Regions from separate parts of the Mus musculus genome. Here regions 1, 3, 4, 5, 6 and 7 are each linked to region 2. Evidence: chromatin contacts called from public Hi-C, HiChIP or PLAC-seq and capture Hi-C data. All regions are on one chromosome and are shown on one strand. Each heading gives the region's core, a stretch centred on a gene start, on an enhancer-like site or on the middle of the called end of the contact. The rest is flanking DNA. Distances are from core to core; before and after follow the strand shown. Region 1 holds the start of Kifbp (kinesin family binding protein). Region 2 holds the start of Fam241b (family with sequence similarity 241, member B). Region 3 holds the start of Aifm2 (apoptosis-inducing factor, mitochondrion-associated 2). Region 4 holds the start of Srgn (serglycin). Region 5 holds the start of Supv3l1 (suppressor of var1, 3-like 1 (S. cerevisiae)). Region 6 overlaps Macroh2a2 (macroH2A.2 histone). Region 7 holds the start of Tysnd1 (trypsin domain containing 1).

Region 1 (2,967 bases), core at 408-2,907, 470 kb after region 2:
GGAGCTGTGAGCAAAAGGGACAGGCAGTGCCTGTTAGTATTTGGCTTTTAATTTTATTGAGCCATCATAAAAGAATATGGCATACCATTTTCTTCTAAGTTTTGAGACTTTCCTGAAAGGCCTACCTACCCAACAATCAAGCTTAGTAAATATTCCCTGGTACACATATCTGGACTGGAGGATGAAACCATCTATAACCCTAAGAAAGTAACCTGGCACAACAGAGTCCGACATTATCTGTCTTTTTTCCCCCATAGTGTGGAGATGAAACCTGGAGCACTAGGTAAATGCTGTACCACTGAGCTACACCCAAGGGCCTGGAAAACTCTACCCACTATTTGAATTTTGAAATGTTATGTTCTCCAGAGCAGAAAGTCGCACTTGCTGCTTATAAAAATGTAAAGGATGGAAGGTGAGATCAGTTTGGACCAGATAGAGTTAGTCCAAACAAGAGTTCCGATAACCTCAGCAGGGAGGCTGAGGTGGGGGGATCATGGGTTAAAGGCAGCCTGGGCTACAAGACTCTGAAAGGAAAAGGGGGAGGGGGTCCTAGCACTCAGGAGGTGAAGACAGTCGAAGTTAAGCATTGCAGACACAAATGGATGTCTAAACACAAACAAAAAATAAAAAGTTATTAAAAGGTTGTCGAGACAGTTTAAGGAAAAGGTACGAATTCCTTGCTGAGCAAACAAGATGAATGTGGTAAAGAATAAAGTTTTAAGATTTTGGCCATTAACAACAACAACATTTAAGATTGGATCATTCTTGCGATCCCTTGTCCTGTTCATTCCATTCGAATCCCGTTGGATTATTTCTTCACAGAATGAAACTAAGCTTGTCATTGGGTTGGGAGGCGCTGATTCGGACGCTTAGGTTTTCTGCCCAGGATTACGGAAAGTAGCAAGTGAGGCTGGAGTAGGCGGCGAGAACTCAGAGGGAGTTGGTAGGCAGATGGAGGGTAGGTGTTATGACAAATTAAAAGGGACTAAACTTCGCTATGAAACCCAGGCTAGCCAAGAACCCAAAGCAATCCTCCTGCCGCAGCCTCCCTAGTACTGGAATTTCAGGCCGGGTGTTGTGCAATGCTGGGGACTGAACCAACTGAGAGACGTGCGCAGCCAGGAGGAGCGTTTTGGATGCAGAACTCCCGCCTCAGCATCTCACCTGCGCCTGGATGTAGAGAGACACACAGCCGAGCGACAGGCGGTAGGGGCGCAGCAACGACAGGCACCTGACCAGATGCTCCTCGCCGGCAGACAGTTCCTCCGTGTCGATGTGGTTCACACCAAGGTGGAACTCGACCACCGCGAGGCGCAGCGCCCGCTGCGCTCCGGGGCCCTCAGCCTCCCGGGGCTCACCCGCGCCCAAGGCCTGGTCGCCCGGCCCATCGTCAGCAGCCGGCTCGTCCTCGTCCTCGGGCGCCGGGCCCAGCAGCGCGCGCACCTCCTCCAACAGCGCGCGCGCGCCGTACTTGGACTTGTACGGCTCCTTCTCCGGGTTCTTGTGCAGCTCCACCCGCGACAGGGCCAGCGCTGCCTGGAACTTCTCGCGGATCTCTGGCCCCGGAGCGTTCGCCATCGCGGCCTGAGCTGACGGCCGCCTCCCCGTCCGTGGACCAGCAGCCACTGGAGGCCTCCGCGTTGCGACACTTCATTTACGACGTGTCGTGACTGTGGAGCGCCGACCAATGAAGTCGGTAGAGGGGAGCGCTAGACGCTCGGCAGCAGCCAATGGGAGGATGTTCTGGTCGCCACAACAGCCGTCGTCAAGGAAACGAAGCTGTCAGGGAATACAGAGCCTTCCGCTGCTACCCTTGAGCAGTATGGCTTCTCCTGCTTCATCCCAAAATGTAGTTTATACAAAAATGTTCAGAATCAGAATGATTCTTAGGGGTAAGGTACTAGCCTATCGTAAAGTCAATCCCTAGCTTAAATGAAATTTAACACTAACATCTTTCGATAACTGCTCAAGTTCATAGGCAAGAATCTTTCACCACTAATGTATTACGCTATCACAGTTAAAAATTATAGTTGTAGGAAACTACAACCCAGGTACCCAGGTCTCAGGGATCAAATTCAGATCCTCAGGCTCAGCCTCCGCAGCCTTTACTTACTAGAGCCACCTCACACCACCACCGCCCAGTCCCTGAAAATTCTATAAAGGCTCTGAGCTAGGCATGGTGCCAATTATCTGCAGGCTGACACAGGGGCCAGTGTTGATATGTATTGTAATGCTAAATTCTGTAGCCTATGATTAAATTCTCATGCTTACCAGCTTTTGTTGTACAAACTTTATTCCTTAATTTAAAACTTAATTTGGTTAAATAAAAATGGCTACAGCTAGCCGGGCGTGGTGGCGCACGCCTTTAATCCCAGCACTCGGGAGGCAGAGGCAGGCGGATTTCTGAGTTCGAGGCCAGCCTGGTCTACAAAGTGAGCTCCAGGACAGCCAGGGCTATACAGAGAAACCCTGTCTCGAAAAACCAAAAAAAAAAAAAAAAAAAAAAAATGGCTACAGCTGCCGGGCGTGGTGGCACACGCTTTTAATCCCAGCACTGGGGAGGCAGAAGCAGGCGGATTTCTGAGTACAAGGCTAGCCTGGTCTACAAAGTTCAGGACAGCCAGGGCTACACAGAAATCCTGTCTCGAAATAACAAAAACAAACAACAAAGGCTACAGCTAATAACTGCAGGGATCAGAGGTAGGTGGGTTTCCTTGTTGAGCATTGGAGAGAGTAGAACAAGAGCCAGGAGAGATGGACCATGAGCACACGGCAGGAGAAACAGCAATTACTTGGGGGAACACTGCTGGGAAAGAAGCCAGGTCAGCAGTTGGAAAAATAGATTAGAGATTATCCCCCAGTAATTGTCAAAGCCAAATAAAATAACCATAGTGTGAGTCTCACTTATTTGTAAGCTGGTCAGGGATAAGCTCAGAATTGGTTGTGCTACAAGTCTACATAGTTCCA
Region 2 (2,895 bases), core at 90-2,589:
CAAAGGAGCAAAGGAAATAATGTTATGGTTGGGGATCTGCACGGCATGAGGAGCTGTGTTAAAGGGCCATGGAGTTAGGAAGGTTGAGAGTCGCGGCTGTAGAAGGTAAGCAGGGCGCTGGAGACTGGGAATTGGGGCCAGCTGCTACACTTCTCTTCAGGATGGCTGCCTACCTGCTGAGAGCTGCTACTTCTGTGCTGGGTGGTCGTCCTCACTCGTGGGTCATCATCCTGAACGATCTCCCCATTGGCCAAGATCCTCACCATTCTCCCTGGACGCTGGGAATTTCTGCTGCGCTGTACCTGCCAATAAATGCATGCCCTTCGATTGATCGTCTAGGGGGCAGATCTTTCCCCTGACCTCAACGGGCCCGCTACAGATAATTGAGAGATTGTTTTTCGGTGGTGATCATATGGTGGCCCACCCTTAGCAGGTGCTTGTCCTATTAACCAAAAGAGGTGGAAAAAATGCAAGGGAGGAAGAGAGGGAGGGTGGGTCCCAGGGCCCTGTCCAAGTGACGCACACCTGTAATCAACACCAGAACTCCAAGGAGGTACAGGCTGGAAGGTCAGGGGTTAAAGGCCAGCTTCTGCTAAGTGAAACCCTGTCTCAAAAAAGAAACAAACAGGAAGGCAGTGTTTTGTATGCTAACGTTAAAACAACAACAACAACAACAAAACCAACCAACAAACAAAACAAACAAACAAAACAAAACAAACAAACAAAAAAAACAGGGTTAGGGTGCGGTTCCTAAGCACTGCCAAAAAGAGCAGGCGCTAATAATCTACGTAGATCCTCTTAGGTCTCCACCCAGGTGGCAGAACCTGGGGACATCACGCTGGGGAGGGTGTACCTGCGCTGCGGAGGGCACGCCCCCTGCCCCTCACCTGCAGGGAACACCCAGGTAAAGGACGAAGTCCAACCTCCCACCACAAGGTGTGTGAGCTGCAGCTGCGGCTCTGGGGGACCCCAGCTTTGCAGCCCCTAAGGGTGACGATAGGCCCGGCACTGTCACCCGAGGAGCGCCTCCGTGTTCATCTCAACCCGCCGGGGCACCGAGGCAGGTTGGGCCCGGGGAGGAGCACAGCGTGGAGCGGGCAGGGTCGCGGTTCTGCGCGACGTCCCGTGCTTTGTCATCCCGCAGGCTGGCCCACCCGCGCCGCTGCAGCGCCTCGGTCAGGCGTGGCTCCAGGCCCCGCAGCGGTGGGAAGGGGTGCGGATCCGGGACCCGGCGCGAACACCACCCACCTGCGCGCACGGTTCCCGGGGCTCGGCGTCCACGGGCGGCCGTTTCCTCCCACCTGACCTCACAGGAAGCGCGCACCGCAGGGGCGAGGCCCGGCTCGGGGCCCCCTCTGCCGGCTGCCGGGGTAACTGCAGCTGCGCATCGGGACTGGAGGAGAAGGGAGGGGAAGGAGGGAGAAGGGAGGACAAGGAGCAGCTAGATTGGGGAGGAAGGACTATCGGGAAGAGATGAGGAGGCTGAGAAGGATTGGGATGGGGAATGTGGGTGAATACATGATGGGGAAGAGGACCAGGGAAGAGGGGATCACATAAAAGCCCAGGACCCGGGATGCCTGGGTTGGGAGAAGAGAAGTAGGCAGAAGGTGAGCCCACTTGTAAACACAAGTCTGCTCAGATCTGCCCAGCTAACTCTGCCTGTTCCACTTGAGAAGGACCCAGCCCCGCCCCTCAGGAGCTCCAAGCTCCTTGGGGACCGAAGAGGTATGAATCACTGGCATGTTCGCTCAGTTTGCAGCATGCTTCCCTCAGAGCGGGTTGGGGGCGGGATCACCAGATTAATTCTTGGTCTCTAGTGAGTCCAGGTGTAGTGGGGAGGAGAAAGGATGGATAGACAGCCTGAAAAGGCAGAGTCAGAGAAGAGACAGGGGACTGGAGGGAAAGTGTGAGACAGGACAGAGAGACTGATAGATGGTTGAGCTTCACAGCCTGATGACTTGAGTTGGATCCCTGGAACCTGCGTGGAGGAAGCAGGGACCTCACTCCCTTTACAACCCTCTGACACTGTTCCGGTAGGAATCCTGAGAGAGTTTTGCAGCCTCACGGAGTGGGAATCTAGGTCAGGCATCTCTGGCGTTGGCTCTGGCTCAAGCCAAGCATCTATCACCTAGAACCACCCAAGAAGAGAGTCTCCTTAAGGTTTGATTTAGATCTGGTTGGCCTTGGTGCTTGTCTGTAAAGAATTGTCCTATTAATTGACCAAGCCCATTGAGGGTGGCACCATTCCCTAGGCTGGACCCTGAGCTATGTAAGAGTAAAGAAAACCAGTGGGGAAGTGAGCAGCCAGCGTTGGTGCCCCGGTTTCTCTCTGCTCTTGATTGGATGTGATGTGATTACTATTTAAGTTTCTGAAGTGACTTCCCCTGAACTGCAATATGGAATTGTTAACCAAAATAAAGCCTTTCCTATAGCCCTAAGTAAATTTTCAGTGAGAGTATTTTACCGTAGAAACAAAAACAAAACAGATAGCCAACAACAACAAATCTGACATCTGGAAGACAGAAAGAGTATAGGAGTATCTGCAAATGAATAATATAAGCAACCAAGTTAAAACATAGGTGAAAGATTTCATCAGGCATATTATAAAAGAAATCTAAATGGCCAGTGAATCTTAAATCTGTGCTCAATGTTACAATTTGGGAACCTTATGAATCATTGGATGGACTGGGAGGAGGAAACGTAATGATACCACATCCTTGATGCTGGGCAGTGAAGTGTGTTCCTATATGCTGCCAGTGGGTGTGTGAATCAATGCACACCACTCGGGAGAACCAAGACGAGCTGTGTGGAAATTGTGCGAGGATTTGGTTGTTTTTTTTTTTTTTTGGTTTTTTTTTTTTCATCCCTGTGATAATGTAACTGAAGTAGGGAAAT
Region 3 (2,781 bases), core at 186-2,685, 400 kb before region 2:
AGTTAGGGGAGCCGACCTTGCGGGGCTAGCTTTAGTAATGATCTAAGGATTTAGCCAGGAGAGGGAAGGGGAAAGGGTAAAAGCTGCTGGTACCATGTATGTCGTGCCTGGGCCTGTTGGAGCCCTTCAGGTAGCTTCTGTCTCTGTCTGTTTCTGTGTGTGCAACAGTAGCAATTATAGAAGACAGGATGGAAATGATGGAAATGTTCATGTGTGAAATTCTCATCAAAACAAGTGTTCAAAGCAAAACAAAACAACCAACCAAATAAAGAAATGCTACCTACTGCCTATGTATGTTTGAGACAGGGTCTCTCACTGTAGCCCAGGATATCCTTGAACTTGTAAACCTCCTTGTCTCAGCCTCCCCAGTGGCTGTGGGTACAAGCATGAGTTAGTACACCCTGCTCAGGTATGTACGTGACCTCACGGACACTTGCCTACTGCCCCTAGGGTAGGGGACAATATCTGCTTGGAGACAGATGCCCTATCGTTCCCCTATGTAGCTTCGAATGCTCTGGCTTTCCTATCTCTGGCATCCTTCTGTGACTTGGCACACATGCTTGCTTCTCTCCCTTGCTCAGGGCTGACTTCAGTATGGGAGAGAGGCCTGAATACTTTTTGATCTCCAAGCTTCCTTACAGCAGTAGGTGACAGGAGATGTGGTAGTGTTTTGTTTGTCTTCTTGTTGTTGTTGTTTTGTTTTGTAGGGTTTTTGAGACCTGGTTTCTCTGTGTAGCCCCTGGATGTCCTGGAACTTGCTCCGAGTTGGCCTCAAACTCAACAGACATCCTCCTGCCTCTGCCTCCCTAGTGCTGGGATTAAAGGCTGCACCACTGCAGTCTGTCAGCAGTGGTGGTTTGATGGCTTCATTTTTTTGACAGGATCTCAGGAAGTCCAAAGTGGACTCAGTAGCCAATTTCTAACCCTCTTGCCTCTACTTCCTAAATGCTAGGATTACAGGTATGCACCACCGTGCTCTGCTTCTGTGGGTAAGAAATCCAGGGCACTCAGGATAGGCAAACAGCTCCTGAGTCTTGTGTTAAACCCCTTCTTTCTCCAGGCTACCATATAACCAAAGGATATACCGGTTCCGCTCTCCATTTTAAAGCTCCAGTGCAGGACCAAAGACTGGGCGAACAGCAGGCGCTCAGTCCGTATGCACATGTGTGCAGATGGCAAAGCTAGTGTGTGTGTGTGTGTGTGTGTGTGTGTGTGTGTGTGTGTGTGTGTGTTTGTGTGTGTGTGTGTGTGTGTGTTGGGGAGGCTCTCGGTTGTCTCCCAGAAACCCCTGGCAAAACTAAGGCGCAGGATCTTGGCAGGCTGAGAGGCTAGCTAGGCTGCATCAGCGCTGGGAGTGTCCAAGTAGGGAGCGGCTGGTAGGCGGTCAAGGTCAGTTCCAGGGCAGCGGGAGGGGCGGGGCTCGGGGGCGGGGCTCGGGGCGGGGCTGCGACCCGGAGACAGTGATGGGCACGCCCCGACACGGGGCCTCAGCGCCGGAAGACGCGAGGACCAAGGACCGCTACAGGTGAGGTCACTGGGGATCCTTGTTCCCTCGCGCGGCGTGGGGTACACTAGGGGCATGACAGGGGCCGCGGAATTAGGAGGGGGCCGTTGCCTAGGATACTTAACGCCGGTCCGGAGGACCAGGTTCCTCGGGATTCATTGCTCCTCAATGTCCGCTAAATCTGTCCGGGAAGAACTTGGGGTCTTGGGAGGGGGAAGCAGGACGCGCAGGGGTAGCGGGGCAGGCGTGGCCTTGATCTTGGGAGGGTCTCAGACAGAAGGACTGAGGTGTCTGAGTGCAGCGGGAGACCCTTAGGAATCTCAGAGAAAGTGAGTAGGGTTACCCAGGGGTGCATTGGAGGCCTGCTTCACCCCGCCCCCCTGTGAAATAGGGGTTCTGTTAGAAAAAGCGAGACCAGCAATGACTGAATCCCCTTCTCTTCTCTCTCTCTCTCCCTCTCTCTCTTTCTCTCCTCCCCCTCTCTCTTTCCCTTTCCCACTCTCCCTCTCTCTTACTCTTTCTTCCTCCCTCCTCCCCCTCTTCCCAGGCACCCTGTTCTTTCCAAGACCACACACTCCACACATCCCCATAGCTCACTAAGATAATTTTGACCCTGGGATTTAGGGGTGTGGGGGGGGAATGCTCAGCTGTCTTAAGAGCTGAGGCCCCCGGGGGAGGACAGGTGTAGTTTGGAAAGAAACTTCCAGATCTCCCCACTCAGCACCTATGAACCAAGGCTAGCATCAGCTTCTAACATGAGCCTGTGTCCCCTGCCAACACACCCCAAGTGCTCAGCCACACTCTCAAGGGACTGCATGTCAACACTGGCCTAAGTCACCTCCTGTTCACTAGAGCTGGGCCTATCAAGTACTGTACAGCCAGTGGGCCTTGTCTGGAGGGAGATGCAGGTTGGCAATGGCCAGGGATGGGCAGGTCACTTGGGGTGTGTGTGTGTGTGTGTGTGTGTGTGTGTGTGTGTGTCTGAGTGCAGGAGTGTCTATGCCAAAGTGAGTGCTTCTTTTCCTTCTCCTCTTCATTCTATCAGCCAGTCCCTTTTAGCATGGGGTGTTTTTCAACGGTATATCTAGGGGTGCATTCCTCAGCAGCTGTCCCTAGAGTGCTCACTCTCAGCCTGGTCTTTGGTGTCCAAAGAGGGGAGCCATCGCCTCCCTTCCCCAGTGGAAGAGGGGACAGATATCATAGCCTATTGAGTCACACTTCAGGAGCCTCTTCTGCCTCGAGGCCACAGTGGAGATGTGGCTACCCTGTGTGTCAAT
Region 4 (2,787 bases), core at 256-2,755, 400 kb after region 2:
TGTAGCAGAGCCCCGGACATGCATGAGGCCCTGGGTGTAGGCGCCAATATCACAAAGCTACATAAATAGAAGTGAGCCTTAGCAAGGTCACTTCCTGTTTTCCGATGACGACGTTAGCATAGCCCCATGAAAATAAGTTTCTAAACTTCCACTATGCAAGGAATTTCTGAAGTAACCTGTGAGATGTCATTTCGACCGGAAGTAAGAACGCTACAGCTAGGAGTCACTTCGAAGAAACTCCAGGACACGTATGTCGCTGTGACTCAACATTTCCTTTATGTTTTTCAACCATAAACTCGGCAACTTATTTATCAGGCCATGACCTTCTGCCTCATTTAGACATAGTTCCCTAAATATTAAGGCGAATAAAGTGTGCTTCTTTGTAGTTGTTGTTTGTTTGTTTGTTCTACAAACATTCCATCTTCTTAGAAAAAGTTTGAGGTTGAGTCAGCATGACTGAACAGCTGTAAAAGACAGTCAAATTTACAGACAGGTTTTCAAACGAAAACCTGTTTTCTGGACGAGAGCACAAATGCTAACACTCCTCAGGCTGTTTCTAAAATATTGTTTTAGAGTTAGCATTTTGCCTAGCCAAAATTGAATGTTTGGTAAGAGCCGAGCTTAAGAAGAAAGTAAAAATAGCTACATTTACCCCAATTAAAAAAAAAAAAAAAAAAAAAGCCGGGCAGTGGTGGCGCACACCTTTAATCCCAGCACTTGGGAAACAGAGGCAGGTGGATTTCGGAGTTCGAGGCCAGCCTGGTCTACAGAGTGAGTTCCAGGACAGCCAGGGCTACACAGAGAAACCCTGTCTCAGAAAATCACACACACACAAAAGCCTCTTTCATTGTTAAAATAACAGCGCCATCAGATTCCGTTCTTTGGAACCCAGCATGGAGACATACACCTGTTATCCCAGCACTCGGGAAGTAGAAGTTCCAGGTCCTCTTCAGCTGTATAGCAAGTTGAAGACCATCTTACGCTACATGAGACCTTATATCAAAATGGAGTTCATGCAGACAACTCAGTGATAGGATGCTATTCTAGAAAATTCCATGATGCCACCATCTCAGTAGATCAGTTGGGTAATTTTCCATTTATTTCTTGAATGCTTTAAATGAATAAACCACACATCTTTACCCAAAAAAATAAGAACACTTTTCAGTCATCCTGACAGGTTTTAAGGCCACCACTTACCTTAGAGTTTAATTAATTATTATTATTTTTTAGACCAAACTCAAGTAAACTCACACGAGGTTGTTGAGGCACCTGAAATCCTTCCTTACCTCCCCTCCCACAATAGGACACCCTGCACCTTCAGATGAAGACAATTACTTGTGCATATGCTGATGCCTTCAGAGCAGAGAATTAAAGATCCTGGGTCTCTTACCTTGCACTGAAGATCCCCAAACCAGGACGAAGGCGAGAGCCAGGACAAGCCTGCTGCCGACGGGAACCTGCATCCTGACCAGCTCGGCTCCACTCAGCCTCTGGATTAGCAAATGTAGCAGGGTGCTCTTTCTGTCCCTTTTAGAAAGAGGTTCCAAAACCTCAGACCCTGCCCAAGAACACACGTCACAGTTTCCTGAACAAATAGAAAGAGATCCACATCAACACCCAGAAAGAAGAAGAAAGTTGAAAAAAACAACAACTGTTCATACCCATGATGAAACTCCACCGGACTCCCCCTAGGCGTTTGCTGTGTGGTTATTATTTTTTCTTTTTCCAAAAAGCTCTGCCATCTGTCATTTGCATGTTTAAAAAAAAAGTTTTCCCCATCAAAAAGTCGAATCAGCACTTTCTTCCCCCTCCCTTCCTTCAGGTAACAATCTAAACAGACAGGAGGACTCAGCTGTTCCAGAACTGAGCTCGGCTCATCCACAGCGCACATCAAAGAGAAGCTGGGCGCGCACAGAGTCAGGCACAAGCAGGGAACATTCCGAGCCGAGCTGGGTTCTCAGCCCCCAGGATGAGCGGTCTCCGTTAACGTCCAGAGTCTGCTAGAATTCCTGGCTTTCCCTCTAGCTCACAAACAGGTGAGGAATATATATATATATAAAATCAGCTGCTCCCCAGGGATTGAGACCATGCATGTTTGCATCTTTTTTTCCTGTTTTTTTTTGTTTGTTTGTTTGTTTACTTCGAAAAAAAATTTTTCTTTCTGGTCTTGAGTAAGGCAAAAATCAGGAACAAGGAGGGCAGGTCCCCCCCTCAGAGGGCCGTGGAATGTGAAAACAGAGACACAGATGCTGCCGTTCATAAAGGACTAGCCGTTCCCTGGCCTCGAAGATTGCGGGGCTTTGGGGGTGCGGGTGCGGGAATGGCCACTCTGTGCTAGCCTCACAGTAAGGGTGGTTTTACGCTGTATCTGTAGCGAGACAGCTTTCTCTGCCTTTGCTCTGAGGGCTCAACCATTCTCCACTTCAGGGTGTCCGTTCCTCGGCTGCTCAGATGCCTGCCCCTTGGCCATCCTTTGATGGGTGGGAGGAGTTTCCTTCCCCTTGTTCTGGGCTTCCTGCTGATTCCTTAAGGTTTCCTGATAAGGACAGACTTTAGAATCTCATAGCTCAGGAGCCCTGATAGAGAAAATGAAGCCCTCCTTAGAAACTTCTCCTCAGAAGCCCCCTCAGAGCCTGGAAACCCTCAACTGTAGCAACCGAGGCGCACAGAGACCCAGCGCACACCGTGTGGAGTTTTAGTATCTGTTGGGATTTCTCTCCTCTGCCTTTGGTCCCTTTTCATGATAAGCTTCAATTAAAGCCCTGATAACAAAACGAAAGATCATGT
Region 5 (2,803 bases), core at 17-2,516, 340 kb after region 2:
AAGGCATATATCCCAGGGTTATATCTTCAAGCACATTAAAAAAGAACACTCTGCTGCCTGGAGGTGCAGGTAGCCCAGGCCTTTGATCCAGGGACTCGGCAGGCAGACACAGGCCTATCTCTGTGAGTCTGAGGCCAGCCTGGTCTACAGAGCACATTCCAGGACAGCCAAAGCCACACAGAGAAACCTTGTTTAATTTTTTTATTTTGAAATAGGACCTCTCTTAAGTTTTCCAAGCCTGTTTTGAACTCATTCTGTAGCCCAGGCTGGTATTGAACTTGCCATCCTCTGCCTCTGACTCCCAACATGAAGCCTATATTTTAAAGTCACAATAGGAAGCATCAATATTGCTTGTTGAAGAGCCAGGAAGACAGCTTGTGCCTAAAAGAAATGTGGTTTTCTTTCAGTCTCTAAGAATGTCATTTGGTGAAAAGAAACCTTTCACCCTCCCATTGTCAAGCTCACCCAAATGCAGGTAGGACAAAACTCACTTCAACCCAGTGATGCTAAAGGTTTTTTTTTTATTCATCTCTGGAACCTGGGACGATACTACTTTTTGGCAAAGACAGTTTTATCAACTTTTATCTTGTATTTAAATTCAGGTCTGTCTCGTGGGAGAGTAAATTTATTGAGAAATCCGGATCTGAGACCCGTTGTCTTGGCAACCAGATGGAATTTTAACATCGTTAGACATCCACATCAGGTCAATGGCAAGTCCTCACTGTTTAATCCCTCCATGAGGACTCTAGGAGCACAAGCGGCGCACCACTTAGGGACAAAACTCTTAACCTCCTCGACCGAAGAGAACGGTCAATGTCAACTACAGAAGAGACTAAATATGACTTAGGCTCGGGTGCTAAGGGCTCCAAAAAGGAACAGACATTGCACTATGTAGGCCCAGGCTGCAGACCCTGCCGCTCTGCCGGGAGGCTCCAGCACTCACTCTTGTCTAGAGGCCGAGTGAGCTCCGCGCCCACGTCGCCATCGGCGCTGGGACCCTGAGGCTTCACCGTCAGCGGCACGAACAAGGACGTGTTCGGGGCTTTGGAGCCACCAGAGGCAGAGGAGGAGGCGGCCAAGCAGGGAACGCGTCCTGAAGCCCCCGGGAACGACCCCACGAGAGCGCGAAGGGCGGAGCAAGGGGCCGCCCGGGGCCCAGCCCCGCGCCCCGCCGGGAGCCGAGCCCACAGCAAGGTACACCGAGGCAAGGACATTGAGGCCGCGGCTCGAATGGAGCCGGGGAAAATCCGGACCACTGGCGCCGCTCGGTGACGTAGCTCCGGCGCCCGCGGAGCGAAAGGACCCAGAGAGACACAGGGCTGCCCCCGCGTGCGCCTGAAGGAAAAGGAGATGGAAGGGTTGGGAGCGCGCCTCTTCGTGGGAGCACGACCTCTGTACGTTACAGTGGCAGAAACGAGCTCCCATCCTCTCACTCTTTCTGCGGCAATTGGCAGCGTCTTTCTCGAAAGAAGGGAAAGTAATCAGGCATCTTAAGGGATGTTACAGATGCGCGGAAGGGAACCGTACAAGCGTCGTCATGTGACCAAACTGTCTATCCTGCATCATGTGGCTTCAAACGCTAAAGTGCATTTCCAAGAAGATTGGTGCATTAATATCCGTAGTTTCCTGATAGGATAACGTTAGAGGACGTAGCTTGATCTGCTACAGATCAAGACGGGTTGCAGAGAAATCCGGTTGTACGATAACTGGCGCTTACGTGACACGTGTGTCAATACACGTGCTTCTCTCCTTGGTGCTAGGGCTCCATGTAGGGGCCATGAGCAAGCTAGGCATGTGCTCCACCATGAGCTGCAGAATTCAGTTAACGTGAGCAGTTTGTACTCCTCGCATCTCGAAAGTTATAACCACAAAGTATGCTCTGTGTACCTGGTTAAAGTTTGATCTTACTCCTATCTACTACAGCACTCGGTCCCACCCGAGTTGTAAGGAAAGAGGTGCCTCTGTTCGTTCCGTCTGGGCGTGACCATTCAGTTCTTGGCCGGCCAAACACTAGGAGGGAAGCCATGTGTGGCGACGTTCCCTCAGTCCTCTGCCGAGAGGTCCCCAACACCATCTAGTTTCTGAGTTCAGGAGCCGTTCGGTTTTTAGAAAATTGGACCCAGTAACAACTTCGTTCGTTCGGTGTCTGGTGGTCCTCATTCCAACCCGCGCCATCGGTCAATCCTCTGTCTCTATCCCTTCTTGACAAGTTTTCTGATTTCAGAAAATGAGTTGCGGGATATGGCTTCGGAGTCAAAGCTCTAAAACCATCTGGTGCTAAGTCAAAACCCTCAAAGTTCGGACCCTGAACTCGAATGGCCTTCCTTCTCTGAAATTGATCGAGGGTCTTTCGATCTCAACTGCACTTATTCTATCCGCAGAGTCTGCAGTAATAATATGGGTAGGCCTCCTTGAGAACCCTCCTTGGTGAGAGGCTCATGGGTTTGGTTCATTTGGCAAACGAACAAGGTCAGGTTTATTGGTGCAGCTCTTGGACCAAGGACCCATGATGGACGATTCTTAAGAGTCCTGAGCAAGGGGAAAGGTTGTGTGTCAGACAAGAGCTGGCTTTTTTTTCCCCATGTAAGGTCATGACTCAAGTGCCTGGTGATCATTCAGGAGAAGGGCTGTGGCTACCTGGAACTCGGTTTCGGCACCATCGGTGGGGGTGGGGCTGTAGCGAGCTGGAGCCTAACACCTGGGTTAAGACTTTGTCCTTGGGCTGGAGAGATGATGGTTCCGTGGTTAAGAGCACTAGCTGCTCTTGTAGAGACTTGGGCTCCCAACTGTCTGTATCTTCTGT
Region 6 (2,796 bases), core at 4-2,503, 360 kb before region 2:
AAGAAACATATATTGCTATTCTCTGCCTCTGTTAAATGACATTTCATCATGGAAGCTAGGCCTCTTCAAGCCTGGCTGGCAGTTAGCAATAGATTTTTCTTGGTGGGTGAAGACATAGCTGGGGCTTGGGGATTCCCCAGCAGAACCAGGATGCCGTCCTATTGTCCCGATCCTCTAGGCAGACTTTAGGCTGACCTAACGTTGACCAGCACCCAATAGCCTGCTCTAGAAATATTTATGACACCTGGACGGAGGAGGCATCTCAGCTTTGTGAGCAGTGGCATATACAGAGGCACTTACTGCAGCCCAGTCTGTGTTATTACCTTCTGCCCCAGAACGAGGCTCTTCGAAGACAAGATGGTGAAGCCATCTCCCGGCCCATCCTCCGAGGTGGAATTTGATGTTCCTTCTTTATCGCTGTCCTTTGCTTTAGACTGTGGGTGAAACCAGAGGGAAAGATGAGGACCAGTCCAGAGAGGTTCCCACCCTGGGATTGGGGGACAGTCTTTCCATGGCCACTAACAGCGTGAGTATAAAGGGAAGTGGTCAGGCGACAGACGCTGGACGATCTGTTCTCAGTGAATGTGGCTGTCAAGTGTATTCTGCTACTGAGTTGCATTCCCGGTCCCTCTCTGCTCCCTTCCACTCTACTCTTCTCCCTCTCCTCTCCCTCCTCCTCTCCCTCTCTCCCTTTCTTTCTTCTCCCATCTTTTTGATGGTGCAGGAAGAAAACGTTTTCAGTTTGGAAACCTTCAGTTCCAGGGAGCGGGAACTTCCTGATTCTCTAGATAAGTTTGGGAGAAAGTTCATAGCCCTGGAGGGGACATACATGCCACCTCTTCATGTCTCAGGGTTTTTTTTTTTGTTTTTGTTTTTGTTTTTTTTTTTTTTTCAATACAGGGTTTCTCCCATATAGTCCTGGCTGTCCTGGAACTCACTTTGTAGACCAGGCTGGCCTCGAACTCAGAAATCCGCCTGTCTCTGCCTCCCAAGTGCTGAGATTAAAGGTGTGTGCTACCACCACACGGCTTTTTTTTTTTTTTTTTTTAAATATCAGAAATGAATAAGGAACCTGTCACTCTCTGCTCCCTGGAGACCTTGTGGTCCCCAGCTGTCTAGATGGGGATACATCTATCTCACTTGATGCAGGCTGAGGCCAGGCAGCACGCAGAGATCCGCCTCACTGGCTACTTCCCCGGGTGTGTGTGTTTGACATTCATACACACCCATCATTGTGCCTTGCCTACCCCTCCCCCTATCGGAGGGTGTCTATGGGTTGAACTCAGGGTGTCAGCCAATCGTGTGCTTCTGAGCCATACCCCAGGCCGGGGAAACAGTAAACAGGAAAGAAACGGCTAACACAATATGGACGGTGATACAGCTCAGTGGGTAGAGAGTCACACGTAGGAAGCCCTGGGTTTGACCAATAAATGAGGCCCAATAGCATACAACTAATCCAGGAACTCAGGAGGTGGACACTGCAGGGTCAGAAGTCCAAGGTCATCCTTGGCTACATAGACAAGTGAGGCCAACCTGGGCTACAAGAGCTACTGTCTCAAACAATGAAACCAAACCAAACCAAACCAAACCAAACCAAACCAAACCAAACCAAACCAAACCACACCTGGTATCATAACAATGATTATGGGAGCCCACAGGCCCCTGTAGTCTTTTGTGTCTAAGATTTATAAGCACCTAAGCCAATGGTTCTCAACCTGTGGGTCTTGACCTCTTTGGGGTCAAATGACCCCTTCACATAAGAGTTGCAAGTCAGCTATCCTGCACATCAGATATTTACACTGTGATTCATAACAGTAGCAAAGTCGCAGCTATGAAGTAGCAACGAAAATAATTTTATGGTTAAGGGGTCACTACAAGGTGAGAGTCTGTATTAAAGGGTCACAGCACTAGGATGTTTGAGAAGCACTGAATTCGAAGCCAAGCGGCTAGGTCAAGAAGCTACATTCACGCTGGGCCTCCCTCCTCACCAGGATTGTCCTGGGGCCCAGTGGCAGTGGCACGAACTCTTGTATGCTATTTTGTTATGGTGGAGATCGGCAGAGCGACAATCTAAGCACTCTGTTGTTTCTCTGAACCGCCAGTGATGGAAGTGTTTGGTGTCTCTGCTGCTCAGGGCTGCTGCGCATGTGAAAGGTTGCTTACTGGATCTGAGGAGCCAAGCTTTCAATGGAATTATTATTACTGTTGTCGTCGTTGTTTTCGAAACGCTTGGGAGAAGGCCTAGCACCTCTCTCCCCAGTCCCCTGCATGCTGGGTGATGTTCCACCATTAAGCTATACCTCTAGTTAAAATTTTTGTTTTCGAGACAAGGTTTCTCTGTGTAGCCCTGGGTCTTGGAACCCACTCTGTAGACCAGGCTGGCCTTGAACTCAGATATCCACCTGCCTCTGCTTCCCGAGTGCTGGGGTTGAATTAAAGATGTGTGCCACCATGCCTAGCTCCAAACTCCTGCCACTTTGACTTCCTGCTCCATGATGGTTTATATCCTTGAACTACACTCCTTCTCCCTCAAGTATTTTATTACAGCGTTGGGGATAGGGAAACCAAGGCGGACACTAGCCTTGCATGTGAAGGAAGTGTCCCCACGATATCGCCACTGCTCAAAGATCCCACCTAATCACATCCCTTGGGGGTTACGTTTCCAGAAAGAAGCAGGGTGCCTACTATGGGAATAGCTGGCTCTCAAAAGGCTCCACCGCTCACCTTCTTGGACGTCCGTGGCTTGGTGGCCTTGGATTTCTTACCCCCCTTCTTGCCTGATGCGGCCTTCCTTCC
Region 7 (2,819 bases), core at 24-2,523, 420 kb before region 2:
AAACCAAACCAAAAACCATTAATATACTTTAGAGAGATTCATGAAGTCTCTCCAAACATACCTGTTCATGCCCACCTGTCCTTGGAAAGTGAGGAACTTTTTAATACTATATTTTATGTGTACGTGTTTGCCTGCCTGAGTCATGAGTTCAGGGGACAGCAGATGCCAGACGAGAGTATTGAATATCCTGGAATTATAATTACAAGCAACTGTAAGGTACCATGTGGGTGCTGGGAACCAAACTAAGGTCCATGCTTAGAGCTGTAAGTGCTTAGAGCTCTTAAGTGCTGAGCCCTCCTCTCCAGTCTTGATTTTTACACTTGTAAATGGTGGAGGAGATGAGCTGTTATGAAATTCGAATTACGAGACTGGGTTATATGCTGAATATTTGGAAGTGATGATTTTATAGCCCACAAAACCTGAACTAGTTCAGTCTGTACTTTCAAAGTATTTGCCCTGACCTAACATAAATCCGGAGTGGTGGTTAGACATGTCGTGTGAAAGGTTGTATAATACATGGTTAAATAACCCATGGGTAAAGTAAAACTGTAATCCCTGGACTCTAGGGAGGATGTAGGCAGAAGAACTGCCGAAGTTCGATGCCAGTGTGGGCCAAAAAGTGGCACCCTGTGCCACTTTCAAAACAATTTATGTATTTAGGAATTTTAGTAACTGTCCTAGGAGCAATTTTGTGAGTCGCATGCCCCCTAGTGGATTGTTGTAGGATTTACAAAATTTTTTAAGTAGATCGGGGTTTGGTGGCTTGGGAGGTAGAAACTGGTAGATCCCGAGTTCGAGGCCATCCTAGTCTGCAGCTCGAGTTCCTGCACCAAGCAGAGAAACCCTATCTCGAAAATCCAGAATAAACACATGTATGTATGAATGTACGTACTGAATCAACCAAGGGTTCCCTTGGCCCATATTGTTCCACTGTCAAGAGACGGAGGTTGCTTACATCCGTGCAGTGGCTGTAGGGTACAGTTAGATGCCGGTCAAGTACGAGATTCGACTGGGGAGTGTCGCCCTTGTCGGTTTCCCTGTGACGCTTCACGTCTGTGTCTCAGGAGGTTTCTTTTCACCTCTTCCCCCGCCCCTCCACCCCGCCACCCCAAACCCAAGGATTCCTAGGCTGGCTAAATTAAGAGGGCGGGGAAAGGAGGATTAGCAAACGAGGAGTAGCATCAATAGCCAATCAGGACTCGGCGCTGTGCCCAACCAATAAGAGCGGTCGCTTGAGGTTTAGCCAATCGGGCTCGGCAAGGAGGCCTGAGTCAGAGTTTGCGCCAGTCGCCCTGTGGTGACAGCCGTTGTGCGACGTCTTGGGGAAGCCATGGGGCGGCAATGGGGACCCTCTATGAGAGTGGCGGAGCAGGCGGGCTGCGTGGTGAGCGCCTCGCGGGCCGGACAGCCTGACGCGGGCTCGTGGAGCTGCAGCGGGGTGATTCTGAGCCGTAACCCAGGCCTAGTGCTGTGCCACGGAGGCATCTTTACCCCCTTCCTGCGGACGGGCAGCGCGGCGCTGACCCAGACGGGCACCGCCTTCCTGCCGGGCGACAGTTGCAGCGATGACCTACGTCTCCACGTGCAGTGGGGACCCACGGCTGCCAGCCCTGCCGGTCGCGCGGATCAGGAACTCCCGGGGCTGTGCACGCCTCAGTGCGCAAGCCTGGGCCTCGAACCCGGCGCCCCGAGCCGGGCCCGCGCGCGGCCTCTGCAGCCCCCGCGACCAGCGCAGCTGCTGTTGCTGCTCAGCTGCCCGGCCTTCCGCTCGCATTTCGCTCGGCTCTTCGGGGCCGATGCGGTCGATCAATGGCACTTCGTAAGCTCGGCGCCCGACGATGCGGTTTCGGAGGAGGAAGAGGAGGACCAGCTGCGCGCGCTCGGCTGGTTCGCCCTGCTGCGGGTGCAGCGGGGCGCGGCGGCGGAGGAGAGGCGCGGACCGGTGGTGACCGTGGCACCGCTCGGGGCCGTGGTCAAGGGCGCACCGCTGTTGGCTTGTGGCTCTCCGTTCGGTGCCTTCTGCCCGGACATCTTCCTCAACACGCTGAGCCGCGGCGTGCTCAGCAACGCGGCCGGGCCGCTGCTGCTCACCGACGCGCGCTGCCTGCCGGGCACGGAAGGCGGCGGAGTGTTCGCCGCTCGACCTGCGGGTGCGCTGGTGGCTCTGGTGGCCGCGCCGCTCTGCTGGAAGGCCCGCGAGTGGGTGGGCCTCACGCTGCTGTGCGCCGCCGCCCCGCTGCTTCAGGTTGCCCGCTGGGCGCTCGCCCGTCTGCACCCCGGCTCCGCTTCCCTGTCTGTGCTGCTGCCGCCACCCGATGTGAGCACGCCACGGGGCCTGCCTCTGCGCGATCTCGGACCCCCGTGGGCGGCCGCGGCGGTGCTGGTGGAGTGTGGTACCGTGTGGGGCTCCGGAGTGGTCGTGGCGCCTCGCCTGGTGGTCACCTGTCGCCATGTGGCACCCCGGGAAGCAGCCAGGGTGTTGGTACACTCCGCTACACCCAAGTAAGACTCAGGACTGCCCGCCCTCACCAGGCCCCCAGTGTTAGAGACCTCAGTTCATATTTGACAACCAGGACTCCAGTGAGGGGATCTGGGCCTCTTGATAGGGCCCAGCGAAGCTTGAGCAAACTGCCAGGCACAAGCGACTCTTAGCGCGGGGACCCGTGGGACTATGGGCAGCAGCAGGTAGGACTGGGTGACTTTGAGCCCTTTAGCTAGCATGAAACTCTTTGGGCAGCTTTTCTGTCTCTTGGCTTTGCAGTTTAGGCCCTGTGAAAGCCCTTTGACCATAGAAGGCTGACCCTAAGAACTTCAACCCT

Evidence for each region. Hi-C and Micro-C count contacts between places; a contact is called where the count stands out from the background. HiChIP or PLAC-seq counts read pairs in DNA pulled down with a chosen protein or histone mark. Capture Hi-C pulls out chosen DNA fragments and counts their contacts.
Region 1: a Hi-C map of pro-B cells shows a contact between it and region 2, with 4 times the contacts expected there. The contact joins the promoter of Kifbp here to the promoter of Fam241b in region 2. A contact is called at or near these places in 2 of 484 Hi-C or Micro-C datasets (B cells and pro-B cells).
Region 3: a contact with region 2 is called in an H3K4me3 HiChIP or PLAC-seq map of forebrain, with 4 times the contacts expected there. The contact joins the promoter of Aifm2 here to the promoter of Fam241b in region 2. A contact is called at or near these places in 4 of 39 promoter capture datasets (embryonic stem cells, hippocampal neurons and stem cell-derived epiblast-like cells), 2 of 115 datasets of contacts at active chromatin or transcription factors (embryonic forebrain and forebrain) and 1 of 9 other capture datasets (pancreatic islet).
Region 4: a capture Hi-C map of embryonic stem cells shows a contact between it and region 2, with 2.1 times the contacts expected there. The contact joins the promoter of Srgn here to the promoter of Fam241b in region 2. A contact is called at or near these places in 3 of 484 Hi-C or Micro-C datasets (cerebral cortex, embryonic stem cells and pro-B cells), 1 of 115 datasets of contacts at active chromatin or transcription factors (T-cell acute lymphoblastic leukemia) and 1 of 9 other capture datasets (embryonic stem cells).
Region 5: a contact with region 2 is called in a capture Hi-C map of embryonic stem cells, with 2.8 times the contacts expected there. The contact joins the promoter of Supv3l1 here to the promoter of Fam241b in region 2. A contact is called at or near these places in 2 of 115 datasets of contacts at active chromatin or transcription factors (embryonic stem cells and large pre-B cells) and 1 of 9 other capture datasets (embryonic stem cells).
Region 6: a contact with region 2 is called in a Hi-C map of embryonic stem cells, with 2.9 times the contacts expected there. The contact joins the enhancer-like site here to the promoter of Fam241b in region 2. A contact is called at or near these places in 2 of 39 promoter capture datasets (both in embryonic stem cells), 3 of 15 datasets of contacts at CTCF or cohesin (all in embryonic stem cells), 49 of 484 Hi-C or Micro-C datasets (the CH12 cell line, the HL-1 cell line, adipose-derived mesenchymal stem cells and 11 more), 9 of 115 datasets of contacts at active chromatin or transcription factors (astrocytes, differentiating embryonic stem cells, embryonic forebrain and 2 more) and 2 of 9 other capture datasets (embryonic stem cells and liver).
Region 7: a contact with region 2 is called in a Hi-C map of cortical neurons. The contact joins the promoter of Tysnd1 here to the promoter of Fam241b in region 2. A contact is called at or near these places in 2 of 39 promoter capture datasets (hippocampal neurons and stem cell-derived epiblast-like cells), 2 of 484 Hi-C or Micro-C datasets (cerebral cortex and cortical neurons), 3 of 115 datasets of contacts at active chromatin or transcription factors (embryonic forebrain, embryonic stem cells and forebrain) and 1 of 9 other capture datasets (embryonic stem cells).

The regions. Positions count from the first base shown.
Region 1 is chr10:62,576,800-62,579,766 of GRCm38.p6, forward strand. Kifbp (kinesin family binding protein) reads right to left here and starts at 1,658. Exons shown (of 7, transcript NM_028197.2): 1 at 1,165-1,658. The coding sequence starts at 1,578.
Region 2 is chr10:62,109,711-62,112,605 of GRCm38.p6, forward strand. Fam241b (family with sequence similarity 241, member B) reads right to left here and starts at 1,340. Exons shown (of 4, transcript NM_027251.4): 1 at 1,249-1,340; 2 at 526-604; 3 at 174-302. The coding sequence starts at 266.
Region 3 is chr10:61,713,828-61,716,608 of GRCm38.p6, forward strand. Aifm2 (apoptosis-inducing factor, mitochondrion-associated 2) reads left to right here and starts at 1,436. Exons shown (of 10, transcript NM_001284300.1): 1 at 1,436-1,525.
Region 4 is chr10:62,506,252-62,509,038 of GRCm38.p6, forward strand. It overlaps Srgn (serglycin), which reads right to left and starts at 1,506. Exons shown (of 3, transcript NM_011157.3): 1 at 1,391-1,506. The coding sequence starts at 1,463. Gm51804 (a long non-coding RNA gene) reads left to right here and starts at 1,553. Exons shown (of 3, transcript XR_003949006.1): 1 at 1,553-1,703; 2 at 1,823-2,036.
Region 5 is chr10:62,448,472-62,451,274 of GRCm38.p6, forward strand. Supv3l1 (suppressor of var1, 3-like 1 (S. cerevisiae)) reads right to left here and starts at 1,267. Exons shown (of 15, transcript NM_181423.3): 1 at 944-1,267. The coding sequence starts at 1,214. It overlaps 4930507D05Rik (RIKEN cDNA 4930507D05 gene), which reads left to right and starts at 689. Exons shown (of 1, transcript NR_027926.1): 1 at 689-2,803.
Region 6 is chr10:61,748,953-61,751,748 of GRCm38.p6, forward strand. It overlaps Macroh2a2 (macroH2A.2 histone), which reads right to left. Exons shown (of 9, transcript NM_207000.2): 4 at 2,725-2,796; 5 at 324-434. Among named protein-coding and RNA genes, the nearest start is that of Mir5108, 24 kb to the right of the region's middle. Within about 2 kb of position 1,254, at least 33 of the 459 cell types and tissues checked have an H3K27ac peak or open chromatin away from gene starts, as enhancers often do. A contact at or near this core is called in embryonic stem cells, induced pluripotent stem cells and liver, where this site is marked.
Region 7 is chr10:61,694,241-61,697,059 of GRCm38.p6, forward strand. Tysnd1 (trypsin domain containing 1) reads left to right here and starts at 1,274. Exons shown (of 4, transcript NM_027912.1): 1 at 1,274-2,502. The coding sequence starts at 1,331.